2 separate regions of the Triticum aestivum genome follow, and region 2 is linked to region 1. Evidence: chromatin contacts called from public Hi-C data. All regions are on one chromosome and are shown on one strand. The core of a region is the stretch at or near the end of the contact, and the rest is flanking DNA. Distances in the headings are between cores, read along the strand shown.

Region 1 (6,858 bases), core at 312-2,811:
TTCTGCTGAAAATAGTGCCAGTCCGGCTTAGTTTCATTCAAATCATGCAACTTAGAGGCCAAAATGACAGCAAAAGTGTTTGAAAGTAGACACATGTGAGACATATCACCATCGTCCTGTAGCGATGTAATGCCATGCCTCGGACTATTCCATCAAATCCGATCGTCACTGAGGATGAGCGAGAACTGTCACACCGTCCTTAAGAGTGGCAGAAGCCAAAAGGGCCCAAAAGATGACAGGTCCAATAAATGAGGCATCACCAGCCATCACGCGTCAGTCATGATGACCCCAGGCGGCAAGGGTCGCTTTAGAGGGGTAGGCCCTTCGATGGTCACACTAGACGACTATGTGAGTTCCTATCCGGGCAACCGAGGCTTGATGGTTGACCGTACATCCCTCCCGTGGGAGGGGGGCGACTGGCTGGTGTTGATGATCGAGGGGGTTCCTGGAAGCATGTTTGGGAGGCACGAAATCATCCCGGGCTCCAAACACTAGGAGACTCACACTTTTTGGGATGGTGCAGCACCGGGGTCTGACCATTTTAGCGGATCTCGAGGATCGTGTCTCCTTGGATGCTCACACTAGTTTTCTCCGCCCAGACATGGCGAAATGGGCGTCGAAGGCATTTATCCTTCTTGAAGGTTACTGAAAAAGTTGAGTTAGCCATAAGTTCATAAATTTCATATCTTGAAATGATTCGGTTGTCATTGTATATGCTATGTAGTCCATTTGTTAGCTGAAGTCCTACTCTGAGCTCAAGCTCAAATGCTCTTGCATAAATAGTAAAATAAAAAATTATTGAAAAAACTTCTGATTTTTTTGTGGTAAACATTAAGGAATGTTTTGAGTGCTTATTAAATTTTTCAGCATGAAATCACATTTGTGAAAGTCATGGCAAAAAACATAAAATACATAATGCTTTTGAAGTAGCATCTTCGGAGCATCGGTTTTGTTTTTATGCCATGACTTCCATGAATGATGATGGTTGTGGACATCATGGCCGGGCCTCGACCTTCCTTCCAAAGAAACGAAACAATTCCTATATAGGAGTCCTAAGAGTCGCTCCCACAAACTTATTTAACTAAACATAAGCATGCCACCTCATCATACAATAATGAATATAAATATATGGACTACATAGGGATGTATATAAATATATTTTAGAGTGTAAATTCACTCATTTTGCTTCGTCTGTAATTCATATTTGAATCTTTAAAAAGACTTATATTTAGAAACGGTGGGAGTATAATAAATCATATGTATTCTAAATATAAATCAAAAGTTTACGTCATTCAATTCTCACAGCAACCCATGGGATATCCTCTAGCTTATTTTATAAGCACCGCCCGCTCTAGTTTCTAGCCGGGCAAACCCTAACCCTAGGACGACTCGGCCGTTGATCCATCTCAAGCGTCTCGAGGCATGTACAGTGAACTGAACTCATGACCTATAAACAACTGGAAAGCACATAAATCCGAGCTCCAGTAAGCACCGGCAGTGGGGCGGCTACAAGTGGTCAACTGGCCCGGTCTGGTATGTTCCTCGCCCTTTCCGCGCAAGTGGGCGTGCAACTTGCAGTCCCCTTCCCGCCTGAAACCTGCCTCCCTTCATTCTGGCCTGCTGCGACAGTGACAACCCCCTCCTCGTGGAAGCCGACAACCGGCGCGCCACCAACCTTTGACAAAATCATTATATAGATAGCTAATCAGATTTGATCCTGATTCCTGAACGAAAGCCATGTTTTAATAGTAGCCTTGAGAAGGACGTACGGTGACATCGCAACCAATCTGCATATGGCCCTCTTTGACAGACTCCTAGGTAAGAAGAACCGCATGAATACACACACGTATACCTGCCAGATCAGTACTACTAAGAGCATCTCCAACAGGCGCCGGTCGCGCCGCGCGCAAAAAACACACATGCCGCGCGCGCATCGGCTGGTTTGGCGTGGCGCGCTGCGTCCGCTCCAGCAGCCGTGCTAAAATGTAGCGCGCGCGCCGCTCCAGCAGTGCGCAAAAAAGCAGCGCGCGCTCATTCTAGACTATTAAAAAATAGATAGATTGCATAGATTTTAACGATACAAAGGTATTTTACATCCGAAACATAGATTGCATAATAATTAAAAACGACAAATGATAAAACACGAGATAGATTGCATAAAAAAACTAGTCTAAGTCGCTATCATCACTATCGTCATCCTCCTCGGCGGTGTTGTCCGAGTTATCCAGTCAGATGTCCAACCACCGATCATCATCCGGCGTGAAGAACGACTGCCCACCTGCTTCAACGAGATCGGACTGCGCGTTCGCCAACGCCTTGCGCCGACGCCTGTCCAACCGCGCCTCGTGGCGCCTTCGCGTGTCCTCCACGCCTTGCCCAGTAGGACTGCTCGTAGGCGACGTCCTCCGGGTGGCGGTGGCGCCACTCCGCCATGACCCGCTCGTCCTCCTGGGCGACGAGGAGGCGGCGCTGCCGCTCGGCGTGCTCCGCACGGTCTTGTGCCGTGTTCAGACGAGGCGGCGGGGCACGGTCGAGCGCTTGCTGGAGCGTGTAGACATCCTGGAAGTTCATCTGGCCGCGCGGCCAGCCTAGGCGCCACGCCGCCGCGTCGTACGCGCGGCCGGCCTCGCGCTGTCCCGTACGTGCCGAGACCGAGCCGGAGATCGCCGGAGCGTATCTCCGCGTAGTAGCCGCCGTTGGGGCGCAGGCGGATGCCGCGGTAGCCGGACGCTCCTCGGCGGCCCGGCGGCATGGCGGCATGGCGGCGCGTCGGTGGCGGGGTGCTGGAGCGGCGCGTGGCAGAAAGAGAGAGGAAGAGGAGAAAAGGAGGCGTGGAAAGACGCGTGGCGCGCGCCGCACTTTATAGACGCGGCGGAAGCGGCGCGCAAAAGATGGCGCGCGAGCTGGCGTCTTTTTGCGCGCGCAAGCGGTTCCCCGCGCGTGTGGTTTTTCCGTCGCCGCTGGAGCACGGCAAAACGCCCCGCGCGCGCTAAAGACTACGTTTACCTCGCGCGCGTGTTGCTGCCGTTGGAGATGCTCTAACAAGCAAACTTTGTAGTGCATACGTGCTAGTACATTATTGTTGGTATTCTGGCGACTGTCGAATGGAACATATTCTATCAATCCATCGACGACCAGGCCCGTCCGTGAGAAGAGTCGTCTTGCATCTACAATCTGATGTGGTGTGAGATTTTTTTTTTTGACAGAATCTGGTGTGAGAATTTGACTCAATATCAAGACCAGTTCAGCCACTCGTAGTATTACGCTGCAAGTTCCAACCGATTGCAGAGAGCGTGCCCGTTTGGGCGCCGTTACTTTGTCAGATTCTTTGTACAAGGTGCCTGTCTCCTAGCTTTGATAGTCAAACACATAGGCAACAACCGGTTATATGATTGTAGAAAAACCGGTTATATGAAATTGACACGTTGTTCATAGCCAATTTAATAGTCAATATGTTAGTATGTTATTAAGAAATATTCCCTCTATCTTATAATATAAAACCTTTTTTAACACTACACAGTTTCAACAAATGTCTCGTATTATGATACAGCGTGACCACTACTTTATTAATATCTAACCCACCTCACATTCTCAAAATATTTTTTGAAGCCTGTGTTGCAGCTCGATGTTAATCTATAACCCGCTTCTCTTTTCTCTCATCTTTCATGTCATCCAACTCAGCAAAAAACTTAATATTTACAGTCTACTAAGGGCCTGTTCTAATGTCCTCCGGCTTCACACTTTGAGAACTTCACAGATGAAATTGTCCCGAATGGTTTTAGCCTAAGAAGCTGAATTCACGAAGTTGCTTCTTCCTGCATGTAAAAAAGAGAAGCAAGGTCGGCCCAGCTCCGATCCTCGATCGAATAGCTAGCCCATCCTAAATGGGTTGCATCCAGCCGGCCCAACCTACGCCTAACAGGCCACAACCCTCTCAACTGGGCTGCAGCTGCGGGAGAAGTTGCCGATGTCCAGAACGCTCCTGGAATCGCTACCTGAAGCTAGAAGCGAGGAGGAAAAGTTGAATCTGTGGAGTTTTATGAAGCTGGGGAGGAACCGAACACGTCCTAAGTGTATCTTATTAGACTTGCTCTTAGGGCATCTCCGGTACCTTAAAGTGCATGTAAAAGTCTAGACCACATGGACTAGACACTTTTGTCATACAATGCGGCCTCTAAATATCCACACACCAGTTTGGATGAGAGGCCTCCTCTTAGTGCTTGAGACACCTGGAAGCTCCAAGGCGCTGGCGCAGAATTCACGGTGATGTGACCCATTAGCGCGTTGGCTCTCCATCGACTCGCTCGGTCAGTTGTTGGATTGCTCGTTCGTTGGTTTGCCCTTAACTTTCCCATGACCATTGACCAAGGTTGTTGACTGACTACTTTCTAAAAACATCATGCAATTTCAAAAAGCACAAATTCGGAAAACTATTCATGAGTTTTTTTTTCATGAATTAAAAAAGCTTGCAAATTTGGAAAAGGTTCATGAATTTGAAAAAGGTTCGTGAATTGGAAAGATATATTCATGAATACAAAAAAGGCATATTAAAAAGTCTAAGAATTTGGAAAAAGGTTCCAATAATTTGGAAAAAGTTCACACATTTTTAGAAAGTTCACGAATTTGGAAAAAGTTTGTGAATTTGCAAAAGATTCAAAAAATTTAAAAATAACAAATTTGTAAATGTTTCATGAATACAAAAAAATATTCACATATTTGCAAGACATCACAAATTTCTTAAAAACATACATGAATTTGGAAAGGATCATAATTTTGAAAAAAATCATGAATTTAAGAAATTTTACAAAACTAGAAAAAGTTCACAAACTTGAAAAATTACAAACATTTTTTAAAATACATGAATTTCAAAATTGTTCGTGAATATGAAAAAGGTTCATATTTCTTTAAATAATGAATATGAAAAATGTCCGTGAATACAAAAACATATTTAAGAGTTCGAAAAAAATAAAAAATAATAATTTGAGAAAGATCGTAAATTTGGAAGAAAAACAATGCAAATAAAAAACATTCGTGAGAGTTTGGAAAAGGTAAAAAAATATTCGCAAATTTGAAAAATATTCTTGAATACAAATATATTCATGAATTTGGAAAAAAATCACGAACTTGAAACAAAGTTCACAAATTAGGAAAAAGTGCGTGAATTTGTAAAAGAAAAGTTCATGAAAAATAAAGTGAATACATAATTTAAAAAGAATAAAAACCATCCAAAATGGACAGAAAAAGAAAAAACGAGGCCAAAAAGATGAACAAAACCGACCAAATTGGACAGAAAAAAATGCAGGCGACTTCAAAGATGAAGTGGAGCTATTCGATTGTGTTACCGCATATTTAATTTTCAAGTGAATTGTTTGCAACATATTGTAGTGTATATTCATCACATGAAACCATATGGCTGGTAGCAATTATACAAAAAACAATTTTGTTCCATTGCTTTTGGTCAATGATGTGCTCAGCAATGATTTGGATGTTGTCACACCAGCATGTTGTTTTTTATGATCCAACACCTAAAGATTTGAGCAAATGTACCTCACATGCCATCTAAATCGATGTAAGGCAACTTGAATTATTCTTAATTTTGTCAAATATTCTGTTATCTAACAATTCCACAAAATTCTCAAAATCACCTCTTCGATCACTGACAAATATGTAAACTTCACTTTCATGTTTTGTTCCATATATACACTACTAGGGAAAACCTTATACAAAGTATCTTAGCGGTAACGCTGGACAAAATCATGCGCTACTGCTACTTAGTAACAGCGCTTGTAAATAAACCGCGCTACTGCTATAACTTTAGCAGTAGCGCGTACTAGCAAAAAGCGCTGCTGCTATGTTTGAATTGGGCGCACATGGCTAGCCCAACTTAGCAGTAGCGCGTATCCTCGCCCAGCGCTACTGCTATTCTCCTTAGCTGTAGCGCTTTTCTCGCACACGCGCTACTACTAACCCTACCTTATCCTCCTCACGCGGCCGACCCTCTCTCACTCACTCTCCCTCTCAATCACTCTCGCCCACGCCGATACCCGTCGTCCGCCGTCGCCATCGTCCGTCCTCCACCGAGGTACTCCCTCCTTCCCTCCATCCTCGTCCCACCGCGCCCTCCTCCCTCCGCCTCCTGCCGCCCCCTCCTCCCTCTTCCCTCCTCCGTCGGCAGCCCTCCTCCCACCGCCCCTCCCTCCTCCTCCTCCGGCCGGCCCCTCCCCCCTCCTCCGGCCGCCCCTCCCCCTCCTCTCTCCTCCCTCCCTTGTCTCTGTTCTTGCAAAATGTATGTAATTTAAATGTAGATTTTAGAATGTAGACATTGTAGAATGTAGGTTTTTTAATAGAATAATTTTTTTGACTATTTTAGGTGTTTTGAATAAAATAGAAGTAAGAAAATTTAGGGTAGAACAAGGGTAGTAGAATTTTTAGCAAGTGTTTAATAGAACTAGTTTATTTATAGTAAGTGCTTAATAGAACTAGTTTATTTAGTAAGTGTTTAAAATAATTAGTAAGTAAATTAATAAACTAGTTGAACTACTTTATTTTAGAAAGAACTAGTTTTTTTCTATTTATAGTAAGTTTATATTTAGTAAGAACTAGTTGAATTAATGGAACTAGTTGAACATGTCATATTTGTTGTTATTTTTATTTTAAGCAATTATTCGAGATGTATTAGTGATAACTTATAGGGTTTTTGCTTTTGCAGAAATCAAGGAGCCCCTCCATCATCCCCGCCGTCGTCCCCGTCATCGACCCCCTCCGACCTCGAGGTGAGACCAACCAAATCTCCATATCAATATGAGTCCTATAAGATATATATGATGTAGATAAAAACATGTATATCCTGTGTTGCTC
Region 2 (6,892 bases), core at 3,682-6,181, 540 kb before region 1:
AACTAGTTGCACAGCTCACTGGTTACATAAGCTTTCGGCAATGTACTCCTAGTGTCATAAACTCATAATCTATGGGGAGTTGATATGCTAGCATCTGTCATTTTCCAGGAACACGCACCTGGCCTCCGTTGGATCCACATGCCATGTACATGCTCTTCCTCCCTCCTGTCCTGTGCGTTGAGTTGAGGTGGGCAGCGACGTCTTCAGATTTTAGCTCGACACAGCAGCCTCTGCTTTTTGCGACGACTTGTGTGTGGCCTGTATATATCTGTGACCTGTTTGCAGAGTACAAGTGCTCTTTTAGGGGATTGGTTCAAAAGCAAATGGATTTATCGTTCCATCTGCTGTGTTTGTACTCCCTCTGTAAAGAAAAAACAAAATATAAAACCGTTTAGATCACTGCTAAACGCTCTTATATTTTCTTACAAAGAGAGTATTTTGGAGAATGATATCATTATGTTTTAAAAGCATGCGCTATTTACTAATATACTCCCTCCGTTTGTGTTAACTTCGCATATTAGCTTTGTCTTGGGTCAAACTTCTAAACTTTGGCCAAATTTATAGGGAAAAACGTTAACATCCACAATGCCAAATCGATACCAATAAAATCATCATTCAATATATTTTCATACCATATATATTTTTTGTGAAAGTTTAGATTGTAAGAAAACTTGATCTAAGTTTACAAAGTTAGGTCAAAGTTCATATGTGAAATAAATAAAAACGGAGGGAGTAGATGTGTAGAACAGGGTCACAGTATTTTCATACCATAGATATTTTTTGTGAAAGTTTAGATTGTAAGAAAACTTGATCTAAGTTTACCAAGTTTGACCTAGGTCAAAGTTCATATGTGAAATAAATAAAAACGGAGGGAGTACATGTGTAGAACAGGGTCACAATTTCCACAAAGGCAAGTTCTGAAACTCCTCATGATAACCAAGACAGGTTCTGAATATTAGGATTTAAAGAAACAGGAATGCATTTGCAGCAATTGGACTAACATTATAACATCACCTGATTTCTTCATTCTCGCAGACAAACAAAACATGGTTCAGATAGGCCCTCGACATATGTTCCACTGAACAAATATAAGGTACACAAACCCTCAACAATAAGAGGTACAATCCCTCTGGCATGACTTCACCTCTTTCTGGTACAAAGAACAAACAAAGCGCCTCTCCGGCAAACAAATGATAAATGGAAATAAATCCCTCTTATGTTTTCCTTTCTCTAACTAATATGTTTCTGAAGCTGTTATATCTCACTAATTGATCCAAAATCCATCAGTTAACACTTCTGCGACATCGTTTGTAAGAATGTTTTGGGTTATCTAATGCCCTTCAGACCATTGTCAATTGAGTTAATTGAGTGTATCTTAAGACCTCTTGTTCGTCCAGGAGCACCACCTGTGAGAGAGGATAAGTCGACCGCCAGCCTGTTCAAAAATTCGAACATGCACGAGTAAGAATCATATCATTAGTTAACACCAACGCAATACATAGAAGGGGCAAGGTGACTTACAAGCTTGCAGCTCCTTTTACTACTTCGCCAGTTTCAGATTGCAAAAAAACTTCTGACTCTGTTTTGGACAGGATAGAATAACATGCAGTTGCTTTCCCATCCTCGATGACTGAAGCACAGATTTAACATTAAAATTTGACGCAATGAAGCATTAATAATAATTGGAAATAGGAAGTTTCATGTAACTTACAACAACCATCTGAATCTTTGTGGTCATCATCCAGTGAAAGCAACTTCTGCAGGTTGCAATAATAATTTAATACAAAGAAAAGGGCGCGATGACAGTGCCTTGCATTCAAAAAACCAGGCAAGGAAAGCTTATGTAACCAGTGAGCTGTGTAACTACCTTCAAATTCTCATAGCATGATTCAAGGTTATCATTCACCAAAAGATGATCAAAAAGACCTGGTGAATTGGACTGGTCAAGCTCAGCACGAGCATTCCTTAGACGCTTTTGGATTTGTTCCTCTGTTTCTGTGCCCCTGTATAACCAATTGACCAGAGTGTCAATGAAGCATATCTTCACCTTATAATGTTGTAACTGAATTATCAAACAAAGAAAGCTTAAGGCTATCAATGCATAAATACTATAATCTACAAATATACCGTGCCCGAAGGCGCTTCTCTAGTTCCTCGAATGACGGAGGGCATACAAAGATGAATTTTGCTTCAAGAGAAGAAGCCCTCACAGATCGTGCTCCTTGGACATCAATGTCGAGAATGCACCTCTTCAATGAAAAGCAATGGAAAGATGAATAACTCACCTTTCAGAAACTAGTATAGAAGTGGAAGTGATTTTACCTTCCCCTCGTCAGTAACAGATTCAACTGCTTCAATACTCGTCCCATAGAGATTTCCATGAACATGAGCAAATTCAAGGAATTCCCCCTCACTTATGTCTTGTTCCATCTTGCTTCTTCCAGCAAAATGGTAGTGGACACCATCTATTTCCTTCACCCTTGGAGACCTTGTAGTGTGGCTAACAGAGAACCCAAATTTCAATGGGTACTCTTTCATCAATTTTGCTATCAGCGTCCCTTTACCAACACCAGATGGCCCACTAATCACAACTGGTTTTTGGGCAACGCCAAGTACTCCCTTGCTCCAGGAAACAACTTCTGAACCCTTGATTTTCCGCTGTTGTTTAACAAAGGGGGTATCTATCTGAGATGTAAAGAAAAAGAGGGTGAGCTCAGACAGGTCAATTAGTAAAAATGAAAATTAATAATCATGAAATATTGTCACGCAAAAATATACAGTGTCTACTATACCCTGTGCTACACACACACACACACACACACACACACCCACACCCCCACACACACAGAAAGAGAGATCTACATTTACTGAACAATAGATGAGCTAAGACACGATACCAGTTACCATCATGCCACTAATACAGTTCTGGCTTGCCAGTAAGACGAAGTACATCATTACAAAACAAACAACACTGCATCGTGAGATAGCACAAACCAAAAAGACCACTTTTTCAGTTTGTAACTCTGAGTTTGTGTAGGCAACCAAAGATTATCAAGTTTACTTGAAGCTCACCAGGCCCACCATTAAAAAGGTGAACAAATCCTTCCTCTGTATTTTTGTAAAGTAAGAACACTAGACGGACCAAGAAGGATAGCTCTTTGTCAATCTAGGTAATGTTACCTCAAGGAACCAGATGGAATCATTCAAGGAAATGCCCTTCTCAACAACCAATATCTTCTCCTCATTTACAAGAATTGCTGAGTGCGACTTGGATGGAGGCTGTGCTCCAAGTACTGTCGGCACAATCCTGCCACAAAAGAAATAGTTGAATGACCATCCACTAAGAACCAAGAAAATTATAAAAATGGCAAGAACAAAAATGAGAAGTACTATACCAAGTCTGAGTTAGTTTGTCCAGAATTTTAATGCCAAAGGTTGACTTTGAGTCATCATCTGTTCTGCCAATTACATACTGCAAAAAAAAAAGTGTTGTTACAATCTAGCTTTATACTTTAGGGTGCTCCTTGGTATGATAAACATTGCAGCTACATGGGAAAAGATTATTTTACTGAAGATATGGGAAACAGTAGGTGTAAGTTGGTGCAGCCAGTGAGCCAGATAAGTACAGGAAGGTCATTCGGTACCATACATTATACCTACAGTAACTTTATAATTATTAATGAAACAAACAGCTCAGCTCTCCTTTTGATCTCAAAATAAAAAGGATGGCATATCTTGCTTGCTGTTCCAATTCTAGCGCAACACATTCTTGCAACATCTCTACCAAAACCAACATGATCTCGCCACAAAGATGCAAAACTGTTGCCAGCTTTCTAAGCTCAAATCTTGTTAATTTGCAAGCAACATAATAGAGGTGGTGACTTCAATAACTATGAACAAGAAATAGTGGCAGTCAAACATATCTAAAATCAAATTGAAAGCATATGTATATGAGTTGACTTATTCAAGGGACTCACTGTCTTATCGCCAACAACTATGGCATTCTGTTGGCAATCCTTGGACCCCAAGGTGATGCGGTCAACGCGAAACTCAGGAGCCTCTTCACCCTGTTTATCACATCAAACCAAAATTTGGACTCTGTTAGGCATGATACCTAATATAATCTCCGCCTAATCTTCCTTGACATGCTACCTAACTTACAACATCAAAAGAACAGAGAAAAAGGAGCGCACAAAAAGCTAGTGATGAACTCACCATAAAATAAGCCGTGATCGGGAGCAGATGCTACGAGCCTGGCGCGTCCTGTTCATAAAAGTGAGCATAGACAAATGATCAGGAAAAATATTTTAAACAGTAGATTGATTTACTCAGAGAATAAGACCCAGGTGGATGAATTCATCCCAACATCCACCGCCAAAAGAAGAAGCGAACCTTTCATTTGCTCTCACACATTTCAGGAATCGAGCTTTCCGCAACGAGGACGACAGGCTACGCGACCAAGCTACACTAATCACGCGCCATTACCATTCCAAGGCTAGATCCAACAAAACGCAGCCATAGGGGGTGCCGTCTTCCTAAGAACCAGGCACCAACCACCGTCGCGACCATTCCAGGAACAATCAAGGAAACCCTAAATCGAGCCGTGCAGGACCGAAAACCAGATACGCCGGGCACAAACCTGGCTTCCCCGACGAGATCCCGCGATCCCGGCGCCGCCCCGAGCTGGAGGCCGAGAAACGAAGGAACGCGGTAATGAATGTCGCCGCGGCGGCGGCTGGTGCGACGGGGCGGTCAGCGCGGAGGAAGGAGGGGGTCGAGGCGGCGGCGGCGCTGGGATGGGAGGAGGGGGGAGGGAGGGGAGGGATCAAACGGGGGCAGGAGCCCTCTCGGGTTGGAATTGGAATTTGGCAGGGAAGAAGCGACGGCGAGGCTGCGGCGTTTTTATACAACTTTTTCTCCTCCCCTTTTCGCTTTTCATTTCTCCCCTCTCTCTCTCTCCTTTATATCGATGGAACTGCATTATTTTGGTCGGATTCCGTGGATCTGGTCTTGTGTCTTGACCCGAACCCCTAGGCCTAGAGCATCGCTTCTTTCCCTGGCTAGTATAGTTTGGACCTTTTCTACGCCAGCCTAACCCTTTTTTGCCCTTTCTTCGCACGTTAGACCGACCTGAGGTCGATTCAATAAGGGGCAAAGGGAAAAGTAAAGTCTGAGGTCCATCTCAAGCATTGGAGAACCGTGGCTAGAGTTTTTTTTTTTTTTTTGAGGGGAAACCGTGGCTAGAGTTTGACGAATGACGCTAGAGAAGCGCCGTTCTTTCCGCGCCGTTCTTTTTGCAGTGTCATGTCCGCATATATTTCCTAATTATATATGTTTGGCACTGAGATGTTGATTATGTCATGGCCAAAAGATATATAGTGCTTGCTTGAATTGTTATCAAGTTTTGTCATATTCATATCTACTTCTATTTCTCCCTAGCATTGGTCAACCCATGTGTTTCGGAGTGCATCCGTCCTTGCCGCCTTATCCTTATTGTCTTTTGAATCTTTGCATTATATTCAGCATGCGAAAACCCTATGCACAATAGTTATTGTGCTTATAAGTTGGATCTGTTCGAGGCCAATGCTCATGTGGATTTGGTGTTCTTGGAGCGAGCGATGTGAAAGTTGGGCTTTGCTCACAGGTGGGTAAGCTGGATAATGACTTGTGTTACCTTGTTGTGATACTTCCTGAAATTTAATGTAGTCTGCTTGGATTTGAACGAACCAGCATGTGGTGTGAGAGTCTAGCTTAATAGGAATCATAGGCTACTCATATCAATAAGGAATTTCTTCTTTTTTTGGAGCCCATTCGAAAAGAACTCTAAAATTAAGCTTGTTTGGCTTGGAGCGATTTAAGAATGGATGACCAACCGGGAAGTTGCTCTCAGGCACGCACGAGTGAGGACAAAATGCACAGAAAAGACATAGGCTTTTGTACTCATGGATTGCGAACTTGATCCCCCTTTATCGGTCATGTTCTTATTTGTGGCTCATGGTTTGTTTGCATTGTTAGTAACAATATCCCCCATGTTTGCATTGTTTGAGCTTCAGGTATTTTCCTTTTTTTAGTAACAATATCTTTCATGTACTTGTAATAAGGAGGCATTTTAATATCACTGATCAAAGGAACATGAAGGCAAAGAGGTCTAAGTAATTCAACAAATTGGTTAAATGTCTTCATCTTTAGATTTCAATGTCCTATTAGGAAAAGGCATAGGCTTTTGTACTCATGGTTCCATTTCTCTACCATGTTTCCTAGCAACATAATCTCTTTTATCATATCTTTTATTCCTTGGAGGTGGGTCATCAAGTTCTACTTCAGGTTCTACCTCTACCTCCTTTTCAGGTTCATTATTATCATTAGGTGTAGCATCATTATCATCATCGTTATTATCATTATCCTGACTAGGTTCATGCTCTTCACGCTCCTGAGTTTTAGCATCAGAAATAGAAACATTATTAGGGTTCTCAGTAGGTTTTCTTCTGTAAGGGGCAAAGGGAAAAGGAAAGTTTGAGGTCCATCTAAAGTATTGGAGAACCATTTTTATGGTGATATCATGTTGGTTTTGCATCATTTTTTAAACCAACGTGATATCGCCAGAAAGATGCAAAACGGTTGCTAGCTTTCTAATTACTCCAGTTTAACACGAGACGTCATTCTTTTTGCACCATCTTTTCTGTATAGTGTTCGCGTATATTTACTAATTAGACATGTCTCGCACTAAGATAATGATTATGTCATGGCCAAAAACTTGTTATCAAGTTTTGTCGCGTTCATATCAACTTCTATTTTTCCCTAGTGTTGGGGATATAACCCCACGATCATTGGCGACTTAAAGAGCTGGGTTTCTGATGGGCCAAGATGAACAAGGCGCCGTATAAGAAGGGCG

What was found. Hi-C and Micro-C count contacts between places; a contact is called where the count stands out from the background.
Region 2: a contact with region 1 is called in a Hi-C map of leaf, with 6 times the contacts expected there. The contact joins the promoter of LOC123102677 here to the enhancer-like site in region 1. A contact is called at or near these places in 1 of 5 Hi-C or Micro-C datasets (leaf) and 1 of 1 datasets of contacts at active chromatin or transcription factors (leaf).

Annotation. Positions count from the first base shown.
Region 1 is chr5A:145,081,759-145,088,616 of IWGSC CS RefSeq v2.1, reverse strand. No RefSeq gene overlaps it. Among protein-coding and RNA genes, the nearest start is that of LOC123102676, 110 kb to the right of the region's middle. Within about 2 kb of position 1,561, at least 3 of the 8 cell types and tissues checked have an H3K27ac peak or open chromatin away from gene starts, as enhancers often do. A contact at or near this core is called in leaf, where this site is marked.
Region 2 is chr5A:145,620,191-145,627,082 of IWGSC CS RefSeq v2.1, reverse strand. LOC123102677 (guanylate kinase 1) reads right to left here and starts at 4,931. Exons shown (of 11, transcript XM_044524101.1): 1 at 4,640-4,931; 2 at 4,216-4,263; 3 at 3,978-4,067; 4 at 3,396-3,472; 5 at 3,181-3,307; 6 at 2,323-2,685; 7 at 2,128-2,249; 8 at 1,868-2,003; 9 at 1,712-1,757; 10 at 1,522-1,630; 11 at 998-1,435. The coding sequence starts at 4,218. The coding sequence ends at 1,327.